Linked DNA regions of Mus musculus: region 2 is linked to region 1. A link is a contact called in public Hi-C data. All regions are on one chromosome and are shown on one strand. Each heading gives the region's core, a stretch centred on a gene start, on an enhancer-like site or on the middle of the called end of the contact. The rest is flanking DNA. Distances are from core to core; before and after follow the strand shown.

What was found. A called contact is a pair of places that touch in the nucleus more often than the background predicts.
Region 2: a Hi-C map of B cells shows a contact between it and region 1, with 2.7 times the contacts expected there. The contact joins two enhancer-like sites. A contact is called at or near these places in 23 of 484 Hi-C or Micro-C datasets (the 3T3-L1 cell line, the AML12 cell line, B cells and 18 more) and 2 of 115 datasets of contacts at active chromatin or transcription factors (astrocytes and large pre-B cells).

The regions. Positions count from the first base shown.
Region 1 is chr9:84,026,081-84,032,902 of GRCm38.p6, forward strand. The region is part of intron 8 of Bckdhb (branched chain ketoacid dehydrogenase E1, beta polypeptide); the gene reads left to right. Among named protein-coding and RNA genes, the nearest start is that of Gm46124, 4.7 kb to the left of the region's middle. Within about 2 kb of position 2,246, at least 27 of the 459 cell types and tissues checked have an H3K27ac peak or open chromatin away from gene starts, as enhancers often do. A contact at or near this core is called in B cells, where this site is marked.
Region 2 is chr9:85,335,781-85,342,626 of GRCm38.p6, forward strand. No RefSeq gene overlaps it. Among named protein-coding and RNA genes, the nearest start is that of Tent5a, 12 kb to the left of the region's middle. Within about 2 kb of position 4,716, at least 53 of the 459 cell types and tissues checked have an H3K27ac peak or open chromatin away from gene starts, as enhancers often do. A contact at or near this core is called in B cells, where this site is marked.

The DNA.
Region 1 (6,822 bases), core at 996-3,495:
AGAGGGTTTCTAATTGTCCAAGCAGTCACATGATTAGTGTTGGCCAGATAATACGAAATGTCCATTTGACATTGACATTCAATTGACATTTCATATGTGGGCCATTGCATTCTTTTAGCTCCCTTTGGGTTTTAGGAGAGTGTTTGTTACTTTCCCTAGTTTACCTTTAAAAAGTCTACCAAGCCTTCAGTGGTCTTTTAGTTCATCCCTCTTGGAGGTACACTCTGATTCTTGACTTTCCAGAGCCCCTGGTTTGCTTCTCTAGCCCTGATTTCCTGCTCTAGAAGAGCTCTGAGAGTCTCCAGCTTGTCTCCTCTGACTACCCCTGGCCTCCTCGTCCCTCACGTTGCTGGGCTTTCTAGAGAACTGATCTCTTTAAGCACAGTGCATGGGTGTCTGGATGCCCGGACACACTGTGTACCATGAGCACTAGATCTGGCTAAGCTGTTAGCAACCTTACCTCAGTACTTTGAAGATAGTTTTGCTCAATACTTGTGTCATATTGGAGGAGAGCACTTTTGTACAGGATTTCTCTATGTGTTTGTTTTTCTGAAAATTCTATACCCCTTCCCCTCACGATTTAATGCTGAGTGTTGCAGGTCTGAGTGTTATAATGAAAGTCTCTTTCACACTCATCTTGTTTGTTTTTTTGTTGATTTTCCTTTGGGACCTTCTTACTTAATTAAACACGAGTAAATCTTTTGTATAGTTTCTTAAAGAAAAAACACTCCTTTTGGCTGCATGAAAAAACCTATGTTGGACTTTTCTGTGTCTTATCTTTTCTGACCAAGCTTTTTCTATTCTGTTTTAAAACAACATTTTGTTTGTTTCCCTCAATTTTTTTTTTTTAATTCCTTCTTTGAATATTTTAAGTTTCTGCTTTGGTATGTGTTTGGGGGTCCCGTTGTGGTTCTGCATCCTCTACTTCCCCCTTCTCAGGGTATCCAGACGGCGGTGCACACTGGCTGGAAGGATGAAGTGGAGTCTGGAACTGGTAGGGTTCTGCAGGACCCCAGGCTGGCTGGGAATGAGGGCTGGAGGGGTTGCGGGGAGAGGAAGGCCTTCTCTGAGGGTCTTCAATGAAACAGCTCCCTCAGACAATCTTAGCTTGTGTGCGTACGTTTATTAGGGATGGGCTCGTACACATACACTTTATTGGGGTAAATAGGGGATATATGGACTTTGGAGAGTACGAAGGCATTTTCAGGGTAAATGAAAATTATTTAAAGTTCTGTGAAAGCCTCATTTGTATTGAGAGTCAGTCATTCCAGGAATCCTAGGTACTTGCTAGGTTGGTTCTTTCAGGGGGAAGAGGAAGTTTGTAGGTCTGCCAAGGACTACTCAACCTTCCCCAGGTAGAAGGTGTGGAAAGTTGAGGTGAGACAAGGTCAGAGAGCGGGAAGTCCTGCTGGTAAAGGGAGCCCTCCATTTTGTGTGCAGCTCAGAGGAGCTATCTGGTCACAGTAGACAGTGACCTTAATTAGCAGGGTTTCCCCGGATTCAGCAATCAAACCCTTCACTCTGTTCTCTTCCTAGGGTATTGAATAATTATGCAGTTTTAATTTTTCATAAAGGCATGTTTTAAAAATTACACTTTCTCAGTCCTTTCTGTTTTTTGTTTTGGTTGGCATCGGTTATCCTGGGTAGCTAACTGATGTGGTTTCCATGGTCTTTGCCCTAGGGGAAAATGCTCTGGTTTGTGCTTGGGGTGATCCTATGCTTAGGGGTGATAGATGAAAAGCCCTTCCTCACTCAGGAGGGTCTGCTTGGTATTCAGATGGAGTGCTCTTCATTTTTGCAGGATATTGTTATCTCTGTCAACAATTTGAGTCACTATCAGAAATTGGCTTTTTTGGATTGTCTCTGGAGTCAGCAGACCTTCCGTAGGGAGAAGTGGAGCGATTGATAGAACTGTTCTCTTAAGTCTTGTTATTTTTTCACTCTCAGACTTTCTCTTTCTTTGGTTGTGGGGAGGGTTTCTTGGTGTGTGGTCCCAGCTGGTCTTGTACTGTCCTCCCACCTTAGGCTCTCAAGGTTTAGAATTCAGGCCCACACCATCACACTTGGTTTCTAGTCTTTTTAAAATTAAATGTAACTTCAACTGACCCATAAAACATACCATTTGTGCAGATTAATGAGATAATAGTCTCAGTTTTTGCACCTACCTTCTGCATCTGCTGATGAGCTTGCCCTCAGGGACATCAGCTTCCTCTACCCCAGTTCCTCTCCTGTCTGGGGAACTTAGTTTCCTCTGCTCTTGTTTACAGTTTCATTGTTGCCGCGCCCTTCTTGTGTCTGTAGATCACTCCCTCTCACAAGTTGTGTCCCTATTTTACTGTCAGGGTCTCACCTGCTATTTGCCTTCATTTCCTCTCAAGGCATGCACCCTGTCATCCTGAGCTGGAAAGGGAGGCTTGTATGTTTTATCATTTAACAAGAAGCTACATGATTTGAGTATTTTAGTCTATGTCATATTTTCTCACCAGCACCTTATTCATCCTAGTATTCTTTTTTTTTTTAACCAGACATTCCATCTTGGTATTGTATTCTTCAAGTAAGTCAGATTTTGTACCTTTTTAATATATAAGCTTATATTAATTAAAGCTCAAGCTTGAATTAATTGAATTCTTACAGAAAATGAAAAGTATTAACTTTTTATGTAAGCCTATTGAAAAACAAAACATCAGAAATACCTAGTGCAGTATTTATTTTAAAGGCAAAGAATTTGCTTTAATACTAACTTAAAGTAAGCACTCTATTGTATAGGTAGCCACAAACTTGGAGTTAATGATAGCTAATAAGGGAAAGATATCTTTCTTAAGCAGTGAATCCTTCGCAGGGACTTTTCAAGTTTAGGTGGCAGTGGTTGTAGAATGCCAGTAGGCAGCGAGCTTAGTATTATGTCAGAAGTATTCTGTAGAAGATGATAATTGCTTGATTAGCTTTGGTGTTTTAAAAGGCTCCTTAAGAATTGCATTGCAAATCTTTTAAAAATAGATTTCTTTAAAATTAAAATTTATTTACTGATTTCTAATTTGGGTTTACTTTCTCCCTCGATTACCTTGGCCCTTCCACCCCCATTACCGTGTAAGCCTATCCACTCCCTTCCATCTCCTACCACACATCCTATGAGCCTCCTTCCCCCGAAGCCTCATTTCTGCTTCTCATGGCCCCTTTCTTACCCTCTAGAGGCAGACTCTTTATGTAGAACTCCAGACTATAGAATTTGGAAATACTCAATACAAATTTTAGGGAAATATTTTCTTTTTTCCTTCTTCAGTGTAAATTAATTTTATTCATAAAGAGATGTTAAACCAGTTGGAACTGCCAGAAAGCAAAAAAAAAAACAAAAAAAAAAACAAAAAATGAAATAAAACCAATTGTCTTTCATAGTTGTAAGTCCTCTTTATTAACAAGAGAAAGTTGCTGGTAGTCTTCAAAGATTAGGAATAGTGACCCAATAAGTTTTTTTCTTTTTAAAATTATGTGAAGTAGGGAAAAACTATGTATTAGCTTTTAAAAACAGAAGTACTATATTTCAGTAGTATATAGAAAAATAAAAAATACTGATAATAAACGAAGCTCTATTTACATTTATTTTACATAGTTTCTCTTTTAATAGTTTTAAATTTAATGCTTACTTAGCCCTGTCTTTTGGTTTACTTGTATGGTTTTTGTTTTATTTTGTTTCTTTTTTTTTTGTTTGTTTTTTTGTTTTTTCGAGACATGGTTTCTCTGTGCAGCCCTGGCTTTCCTGGAACTCACTTTGTAGACCAGGCTGGCCTTGAACTAAGAAATTCACCTGCCTCTGCCTCCCGAGTGCTGGGATTAAAGGCGTGCGCCACCACCACCACTACTTGTATGTTTTATTATTGCCTAAACACAATCAGTAACAAGTTATTTTTTCCAGTTTTGTAGGTAGATCCCACCCACTAGCCATGGGACCCAGAACCTTTTTAGTGACAGCGCTGTCATCTGTTTATTTAATGTTCCTCTTTTCCATCAGCCTGCCTCCCTAGTTGAAAGCAGTGCCACCCCTGGGACCAATGACTCTTCTTTTCCTCACTTGAGCTGGTGTGGTGTGGTCTTTCTAGCCTTGCTGTCTGTCCTCTTGCTCCTTTGAAGATGGTCCTGCTATCCAGGGGTAAGCGACGGAAGGATCTCATGTCCTCCAGCCTTTACATGTTGGAATGCTCACACACAGTGATTATAGGCCTAGTTGAGTCTTAAGGGTGGACTTGTCATGGTGGATTAGCGCCTTTATTAAAGGGCCCCAGGGAGCTTCCTGGTTTTCTACCATGTAAAGCTAGGAAATGATAGTGTGGAACCAGAAAAGGGGGCTCCCCATGCCTTGATCGTACAGCAGTTCTCCAAGCCATCAGCAATACATTGTTACTTGTACTTTTAAATTATTATTATTATTATTATTTTATAGGCACGATCTTATTGTGTAGTCTTGGCTGTCCTGGAACTCACAGAGATCTGCTCACCTGTCTCACGATGGCTGTAGTCAGGAAGGTATGCCACCATGCCTGACTGAGCTGACCAATTACTTGCATTCTTCCCGTCCTTCTAGTCTGTTCAGTGTTTGGGGTGAACTTCAGGACAGAATGTAAAACCTATGATGTGTTTGCTCTGCTGCTGTCTGTCTGCTGCCTCTTGCCATTGGCTGACTTTTCTCTTTGCACAGGGTAGAGTTCAGCTCTGTCAGGTTTTTTACCCCTTCCCGCCCCATTCCCCCTCCCAGGGCAGCATTCTTTCTTATAAAAGTGTCTAGTCACAGCTGTGGTCAGATCCAAGGCTGCAGACAAGAGGCTTGTTTTATGCAGGTGTCCTCTCTCTATTTGCAGTGTGTCTTTAGCCCTCTCCTTGCTAGCTGTTATCGTTCACCAATCTGACAAGGGCTATTTTTTTTTCAGTGTTGTAGGTAGAGCACAACCACATTAAAACAGAGGTTCACATTCTTTCCGGATGGAGCTGAGATTAGTCGAGTCTTGGAAACCACAGCTGACAGGCTTTTTCCTCTGGGGACCTTCTCCTGAGTGGCTTCTCATTGCTTTCCAACCTGCCTGTCAGCCCATGTTATTCCTAGACTCCTTGCTTCCAGCTCTCTGGGAGCAGGTATCATTGTGTGTTGTGGTTTCTAATCTCCTCGTCCATTTTTCTCCTACTCTGTGCATCGTCTCTGTGACCCTTTGAGACAGGCTTGCTGTGTGTAGTTCTGGCTGGTCTGGAGCCAACTACAGTCTAGGATGACCTTGACTTTAGGTGATTCTTGTGCCTCTGCTACCTGAGAACTGGGATTATAAGGAGTGTACTGCCACACCCAGCTCAGAACTTGCTTTCTTAAATATCTCGATATTTAAACTTTCTATTTATTCAGAGATGAGGTTTCTTGGATTCTCAGTTTTCTAGCATTGAGCAAAGAATTATGATGAAGGTAGAACATAAGCTTTCTAGGCACGTTGAAGGAGTTGTGGTTAAAGCCCTTGCATAAGAGCACACACTCCTTCTGTAGGGGAAGAAAGCCTCCCCCGGTCTCGTTCCACCAGCTTTTGCTGTATGTAGGATCCTAGCCGACTTCTGTACTTGGAGCCCACATTAGATTGAAAGCTACACATAAGAAGATGAAGGGGCATTCTGCTGACCACACGAGGGGACCCAGAGCTGAGCTGATGTATTGATAGCTGCTGCTGATAGGAGATGGAGTGAGACCCTATGGGGAAAACATGTATGAAAAAGGTGTCAGCATTTTTAATTGTTTTCAAACCATAGCTCTTTATCTTCATTTAGTACAGAAGACAAGCAGACACCTACTGTGCTCCTATGGCTAGACCTGATGTAAATGCGTGCTCGCCACGCAGAGGTTCATTTCCCTCCTGGGAGGTGCGCGTGTGTCCTTAATGGTATGGGTGGGGTGACAGGTCAAGTATGTTGGATAATTCAGCTCCTTTCCCTACAGTGCTACATAAACAGATTTTTCTGGGTTCCTGCAAGGTACTAGTTGTTTTACTTCTAATCATTAATTTCCCTTTGGTTGCAATAGTCTTAATGATGCCATTAACCGGTTGCTGTTTGGGTATTTCTTATTAGTGTCTAATTTCTTGCATCAGATTTAGAAAGTAATAAAATTACTCTTTCCCTTGGCTCTTCGTCCCCCACCATTTGATGTTTGAGAATATCATACCTGCATATGATATCTTCATCAAATCTACCTGCATATCTTCTTTACTTCCTCCCATTTCAGCCCTGCCCTTCCCTCCCAACTAAAAGCGCTGTGATTTTAAAGCCACTTAGTGACATGGATAGGTGCATGAGCCTCGGGCTATCTCTGAAGCATGAAGAGGGATATAACCTTGAATCAAATAGTCTTTCCCCAGTAGCCATCATTAGTTCCTTGGCACTATATATTCATATTTTTTCCTTTTTATTCTTTTAGTCTCAGAGCTGCTGAAGAGTTTTAGCTGGAACAGACCTCTGTGTGTTGCTAGTTCTCATACAATTTTATATTAATCTTACTTTGCATGTTCCAAACTTTTCTTTAGAGCTGAGGAGAGATGAGAGGGAGGGTTAGTCCTTCACTTTGTGCTGATTGAGATGTCGAGGGAGGTGTGACAGACAGACTGGCTGTCTCAGTCTCCGTCCTTACAAGTCCCTGTGCCTGGCCGCAGAATGGCGCTTCTTGGTGTGAATGACTGGAGACACACGTCTGTGTCGTAGTTAACTTCTTCCAAGGGGAGCTTGGCTTGTAGAACCAAAGGGCGGAGGGCGATTGACTAATCTGCTAAATAGCCTTTTATCTTCCCGTCTAGTTTCTCATTA
Region 2 (6,846 bases), core at 3,466-5,965, 1.3 Mb after region 1:
CTCTGCAATGTGGGAGAATCACACTTCCTGAGTTTGGAAACATGTGCCCTGTGAAGGAATTGAGTAATTCATTAGCATGATAAACTCGTATGTTCAATTTTTCTTAGTATAAAGGCTTATTAGAACACAAAAAGAGTTAAAAAAAATAAGGCAACTGGGAGCTTTTGGTTTAGGGGTATAGAGTTTTTGCTTGGTAACTTTCCCCAGATTTCCACTAAGATTACAGAAAACTGTTTACAGGATCCCTGGCAGAATGAGGCAATCAAATCCAACTGCATCTGCTGCCTGGGGATTCTTTGTGGGCAAGATCTCACTACCTTCATACTGACCATGAAAACGGTGAGACACTGTGTTAGAAATGCTTCCTTGGAAGACGTGTCTTGCCTAGCCTCTTCTATTCTTGGCATGCCCGGAGCGCGGCTTGTGTTCTTCTGTGGATTACAAGGCCTCTTGAGAAGGTCAAAGTACTCAAAGGCTAGAGTGGAGTCTCAGAGGTAAAATGCTTATGTCACATACTTAAGGCCCTGGGTTTCATTCCCAGCATTGAGAAAAAGGAACGTTAAAATAGGGCCTAGTCGGCCATCAATGGGAGGAGAGGCCCTTGGTCTTATGAAGATCATATGCCCCAGTACAGGGGAATGCCAGGGCCAGGAAGCAGGAGTGAATGGGTTGGGGAGCAGAGCATGAGGAGGGTATAGGGGGCTTGGGGGAAAACATTTGAAATGTAAATGAAGAAAATATCTAATAAAAAAAGAAAAAATAATCAAACAAGATATAGCATTAAAAGTAATAACGTTATTCAACTTAATAGTACATTGCACCATGTCTTCAAACAATGTAGAGGGGTTTGTTTTGTTTGATTTTTGTTTTGTTTTAATATCCTCTCACTTTTTAATTAAGGCCACCCTTACACCCATTGTGAAGCTCAGATATACATTGAACTCAAAATGATGCCCCTGCTCCAGCCTCTGAAGTGTTGAGATGACTAACATGCACACACCACAATGCCTAGGCTGTTTTAATTTGTATGTTCCCACCTACCTCTAGACGAAGTGGAGGGGAGACATAAAAAGTATTTCTGACATGAAACTAATGACCCTTGTCAATATTTTATGACTGATACATTGCATAAACTATTACATTGATTCACAGCTCTTCTTAAATCAAAGAACCTGGTTTATCAAACTAATTCTTTTACTACTTTGTGTCTAAAGAGAGTAAACGTTTGAATAAAAAAGGAAAAAAAAAAAAACCCTGAAAAAAAATGAACTCCTTAAATGTTTACCTGTGAGTTTAACAGCCAGAAGCCAGTTTAAAGTTCTGTATTTAATAGAGTATAACGGAGGCTTGAGTTGCCTTTTAAACTTAACTGAAGACCAAATCCATGTCCACGTTTGCTCTCGATTAGGCCTTAAAGACTTTAAATGCTTATTATATTGATAAAATTAACCAGTTATATGAAAAATTCCAGTTTCTGCTGTATGGCAACATGAGCAATCCTAACTTTGATCGCTTCAATTCCAAATGTGGTGCAGGACCCTATAAGCTGCAGTGAAGATGGAGGCACCGGGCTGCTCAATCAGGGGGATAGTTGGAGTACATGTGTGAACGTGCCAATATCGCCTTAATTTCTCTCCCTAGTTTATATATTCTTTTACACACCCTGTTTCTTCTCCCCTATTTATTTGAATAGTTAGTTGGCTGTAGAATCAATGATGTCAGAGACTACACGAGATACCACACATCACCTAGCAAGATCAGCCAAATGGCTCAGTGCATAAAGACATTAGAGTATGCACATCCACACACAGATGAAATACACATAGTTTGAGCTATTTAAAAGCCACATAACAAATAATCTGGATGAAAGTACATATGTTCTGAGCATCTGATACAAATAGACTGTAAGCTAGTCTCCAGAATTCTATAGGCAACTGTGAGATCTCATACACAAGCCCGTGATCTTAGCTACCTGGTGAGGGCTTCCTAGATAGCCGTGTGACTCTGTCCATGACCCACCCTCACTGGAAAGTCAGTGACTCTTCATTTATTTTATTTTGCTGCTGTTCCTTTTTGGCTAATAAATTCCCATGACATATTTTAGGAATCAGCTGCATGAGAAAACAAGTCTTCGATTGTAATTAACATATCAAATGTACCATGAGAAAGTACCAGTGAGCTCTGCATGTATAAGGCCATGCTATCCAGACACATGGATAGGACAGTAGGCCATCACCTGTGGCATTAGCTACTGTTTCCTGCCTGCTGAGGTGTTTCTGGTTTATTGCTCTAACTGCCGGAGGAACATCCTGAGGAACATCCTCACACTTCTGCAAGTGCTGATGAATGCTCACTGGATCCCTGTATTTATCGCTTACATGTTTTCCAGAATAAAATAAACAGACACTTACAAATAAATAGAATACTTACAAATAAATAAATAGACAAACAAACAAATAAAATAATAATACTGCCACGTGTAGACCCTCACACATGTGATTAGTCAGAGTTTGCATAATAGCTCAAATCCTAGCTCCAAAATAGACAGTTCAATTTGTCCTAATAAATTGTGTAATTTGGCTTCAAGAAGAAATTGAGTTTGTTCCAATGGTCCAGAGGCCTTAGATATCAGCTATATGTGTTCCTGTAACGAACAGTAAGGTGTCCTCAGTCAATGACACATCCTCCTTATTTATCTCTTGGTGGGACAGCAAACCACTGCCCTGGGGAGAGCAGTATCAACCACTCTAAATTAAAATGTTTAGATTAAACATTTCAAAAAAAAAAAGTTTAGGTCTTTAGGTTGAGAACTGGATGCAGAAACCCTTGACATGAACAACTTTTTTTCATTCCTTAAATAGATTCTTCTTATGGGAGCTTATAACAACCAGTCTTTTTGATAGCACACTGTACTCCATTACACAGGGCTATATCGAACTCTCCAAGATGAGACTCGGGGAGAAATAGAAATAGAATAGTCATCACAACCATTTTTGAGAAATTGTAGGGAACCAGCAAGATGGGTACTATTGGGGGGCAAATACCTGGTACATATGCTTTAGAGAACACTCCCCTAAAGCTGGATTGAGAAGGCATAAGCACAAGACATTCACGGAGAAACAGATTGAAAGAGTGTGTTCTAGACACATAGCCCACCCAACTGTGCATCTGCAGCTGGAGGCCAACATAATGTTCACGATCAGAGGACAACAACAGTTGAAGGGACAAACACAAGCCTCCCAGGTTCTCGCAGGGGACCAGGTTTATAAGGCATCAAATCTTGGTCTCTGATGAGTTCTCTCTCAGGACATTCATCTTAATATTCTTGTAAAGTTGCCTTTTCTAAATCCTTCTCTTTTTTATTAGACATTTTCTTTATTTACATTTTAAATGTTATCCCCTTTCCTAGTTTCCCCTCCGAAAATACTCTATCCCTTGCCCCCTCCCCACTCCGCCTGCTCCCCAACCCACCCACTACCTTTCCTGGCCCTGGCATTTCCCTATACTGAGGCATAGAACCTTCACAGAACCTAGGGCCTCTCCTTCCATTGATGACCGACTAGGCCATCCTCTGCTACATATGCAGCTGGAGCCAGGAGTCCCACAATGTATTTTCTTTGATTGGTGGTTTAGTCCCAAGGAGCTCTGGGGGGTACTGGTTAGTTCATATTGATGTTCCTCCTATGGGGCTGCAAACTTGGGTACTTTCTCTAGCTCCTTCATTGGGGATCCTGTGCTCCCTCCAATGGATGACTGACTAAGTCTTTCTTGAACTCAAAGGCAGATATATTTCTGAATCTCCATAAATTCAGGTGTCTGCTGGTCAGGAGTACACAGATAATGTCCTTATGGACCTGGAATTGCTGGGACACAAATAGTAGCTATTAGTCATTAGAACAAAAGAACTTATGGGTCCTTCAACAGCACTATCCTTGTGCAAAGCAAGGAAGTTATCCATAACCTTCACCTCAGGACAATCCCCCCAAGCTAGGGTATGAATGGTTCAAGAATGTGCATACCCTCTAATTAAGTTCTGAATCAACAACATTACGTCACTAGAACCTCCAGTGTTGGAGCTATCTCTACCAGCAATCTCTGACCACTGCCTTTCTGCATGCAGGATTCTATAGCTTTGACTACTACTAGTACTACTGCTGCTGCTGCAACTTTTAAGACCTGGTAGTCTTTAGCTTCTGTGAAACTAAACCCTACCTTTTCTTCATCCATCTCGGCAAAAATGGTGACATGTAGAATTTTTCAAAATAAAAGTGGCTTTAATGTTAAACCATAAATGGAAAGGTAGTCATTACAGACATGATGAATCCTATAAAGTCACATTTGTCAAGTCCAAGTTCTTGATCCTAAAATGAGTGTGATCCTGCCTCAAAAGACTATTTCCTTGCCAGTGGAGACCTTGCTCATGACTTGAGCAGTTTTCTGGCTAACATATATTTTCCTTGTGTTTCTAAGTGTGGTTGATATTTGATAATGGGATGAGATAGATAATTAATTTAAAAAGGATTATCTGCTTAAACCAGAAAGATCAAGAAATGCCTAGCCACATTAAAAAAAAAAAAAAAGAAAAGAGCAGGAAACAACAACAACAACAACCACCAAGAACTAAAAGAGAAGTTAGGGCGTAGTCCTAGCCTAGGGCGCAATCTGTACTCAGTCAGGCAACAATCTGATATACTAGAGGAACTGAAACAAACTGTTTGGAGACAGAGCACCCAGAGGAAGGGGGTGGTGACAGGAGATTAGATTAGAACGAAAGTCAAAGGTCAGATCTCAGAGGTTGTAGTGAAGAGTCAAAGAGTCACTGGTGACTGACTATAAACAAGGGAATGAAAGGATTTAGCTTTAGAGATCACACTTGCCTCTAAATGCTGTTGGGAATGGAGAGGAGGAAAAATACAAAGGAGACCACTTACTACATGGTCAGTGTTGGTATATGAGTATAAAGGATGACTGTAGTTTGGATTTCATATCATAGATCATAGTCTATAAGGATTATGCAGTCCTTTGAATGCTTTTTTTAAACCTAGAAACACCAATAAAGTAGACTAATGTACAGTGTTAAGCATGCAAAGTCATAGCACTATTTTCTAGCATTTCCTTTTGTTTTCATGCATCTAAGTATCCACACAAGTACACATCTGTGTTGTGAAGCAACTTAAATTGAAGGAATCAACAAAGATTGAGTAGAGTTAGCTAGGAAAGGCAACCATGAGGGAAGAGACAGGTTTGTGTACTATGGTTTATTGCACCATAAAACTGCAGGTTAAGATTAATTGTTGACTTGACATAATCTAGCATCTCCAAAGAATCAAGACTCTGGGCCTGCCCAGGAGGGATTATCTTGAATAGGTTAGCCTCTGGACATGCCTGGGAAAGATTATCATGGTAAAGGCAGCCTCTGGACTGCTTCTGAAGGGTTATCTAGATGAGTTTTACTGAGATGTGAAGACCCATCCTAAAAGTGGGTGGAAGTATTCTCTGGGGTTTGGTCCTGAACTAGATCAAAAGGAAAGAGTCAGTGAAACACCAACAACTTATCTCCTTCTGCTTCCTGATTAGGAATCCAATGTGACCAGCTGCCTTAAACTCCTGACTCCAGGACTCCTCAGCAGAAGGTACTGAGCCTTCAGGAGTGAGCCAAAAGGAACCCTCCCTTCAATTGCTGTGTGTTTTACCATAGCACTGAGACAAATAAATAAGATAATAGTTCTTATATTTATTCACTAGTTATTTTTTTAGATATGACTTACAGTAACTTTTAAATGATAAAACCATAATAAGATTGAACCATTAGCATAGGAAAATGGTATACAACCAGGGGAATGTATTGACTTCAGAGGCCTTGTAAAGACTATTGGAATAGACCAGTAGGTAATTCACCCCCCTTTCAGTGAGACACTGCCTTTCTAGAATATTGGCTCTTCCCAAAAGGTTTCATGTACAGGAGGAAATCTTAAATCTTAACGTTTATTTAGGCCTCCTTCTCTCTGAGATTCCAAGTCAAGCTTTGTGGAATTTTCTCACAATGCAGTCTGGACTGTGGAGTCTCATGTACCACGGTATGAGTATTCGAAGTGTTCAAAAATTTGGATCATTGCCACTGAGAGTAATAGAAGGGCATCCCGCACTGGGTAAAATACCAAGCATCTGTTTTGCTTTGTCTAATATGCGACTGAATGGCCTCTCTTAGGGGAGGTCATCTTAATGAGTTTCTTTACCCAGATGTACTAAAGCACGCTGGACTTGACCTGATGACAAATATACTTAAAATAAATCATCACTGAAAATCAAAACTGGGCCCAGTAAAGAAAGAAGACAGGCCACGGGCAGTTACAGTTGCCCAGATCCTCTAATTACAAAGCCTGCCTTTACCAGAGTTACTTCCTGCTGTGCTGACTGCAAGATGTCTTTCCATTTTACACAAAGAAGCACACACCCTCTCTCTACAAACATGTTAAGACCCATAAGGTCAAACAACCCATTTACAAATTGTTAGATGGAGCCAGTATCAGCTCCCTACTCTCTCAGCCATTTGAAGGAAGCTACTTTATTATTTTAACACCTTCTTCTTCAAAGGGGTCCCTATGACCCTGGTTCTAACATATCTTCCTTTTCTCATCAAATATTGGTCTTCCTTTGGGGTAGTAACAAATAAAGACTATAGCTGTATTTTATTCTTTCTCTCTGTTTCTGTCTCTCTTTTTTTCTCTCACTCTGTCTCTGTTTCTCTCTCTGCTTTTCTCTCTGACTCTTTCATTCTCCGCCCCCACCTCGATATATTTATTGGAGACAGTCTCATTGTGTAGAGTTGGCTGCCCACAGAGATCT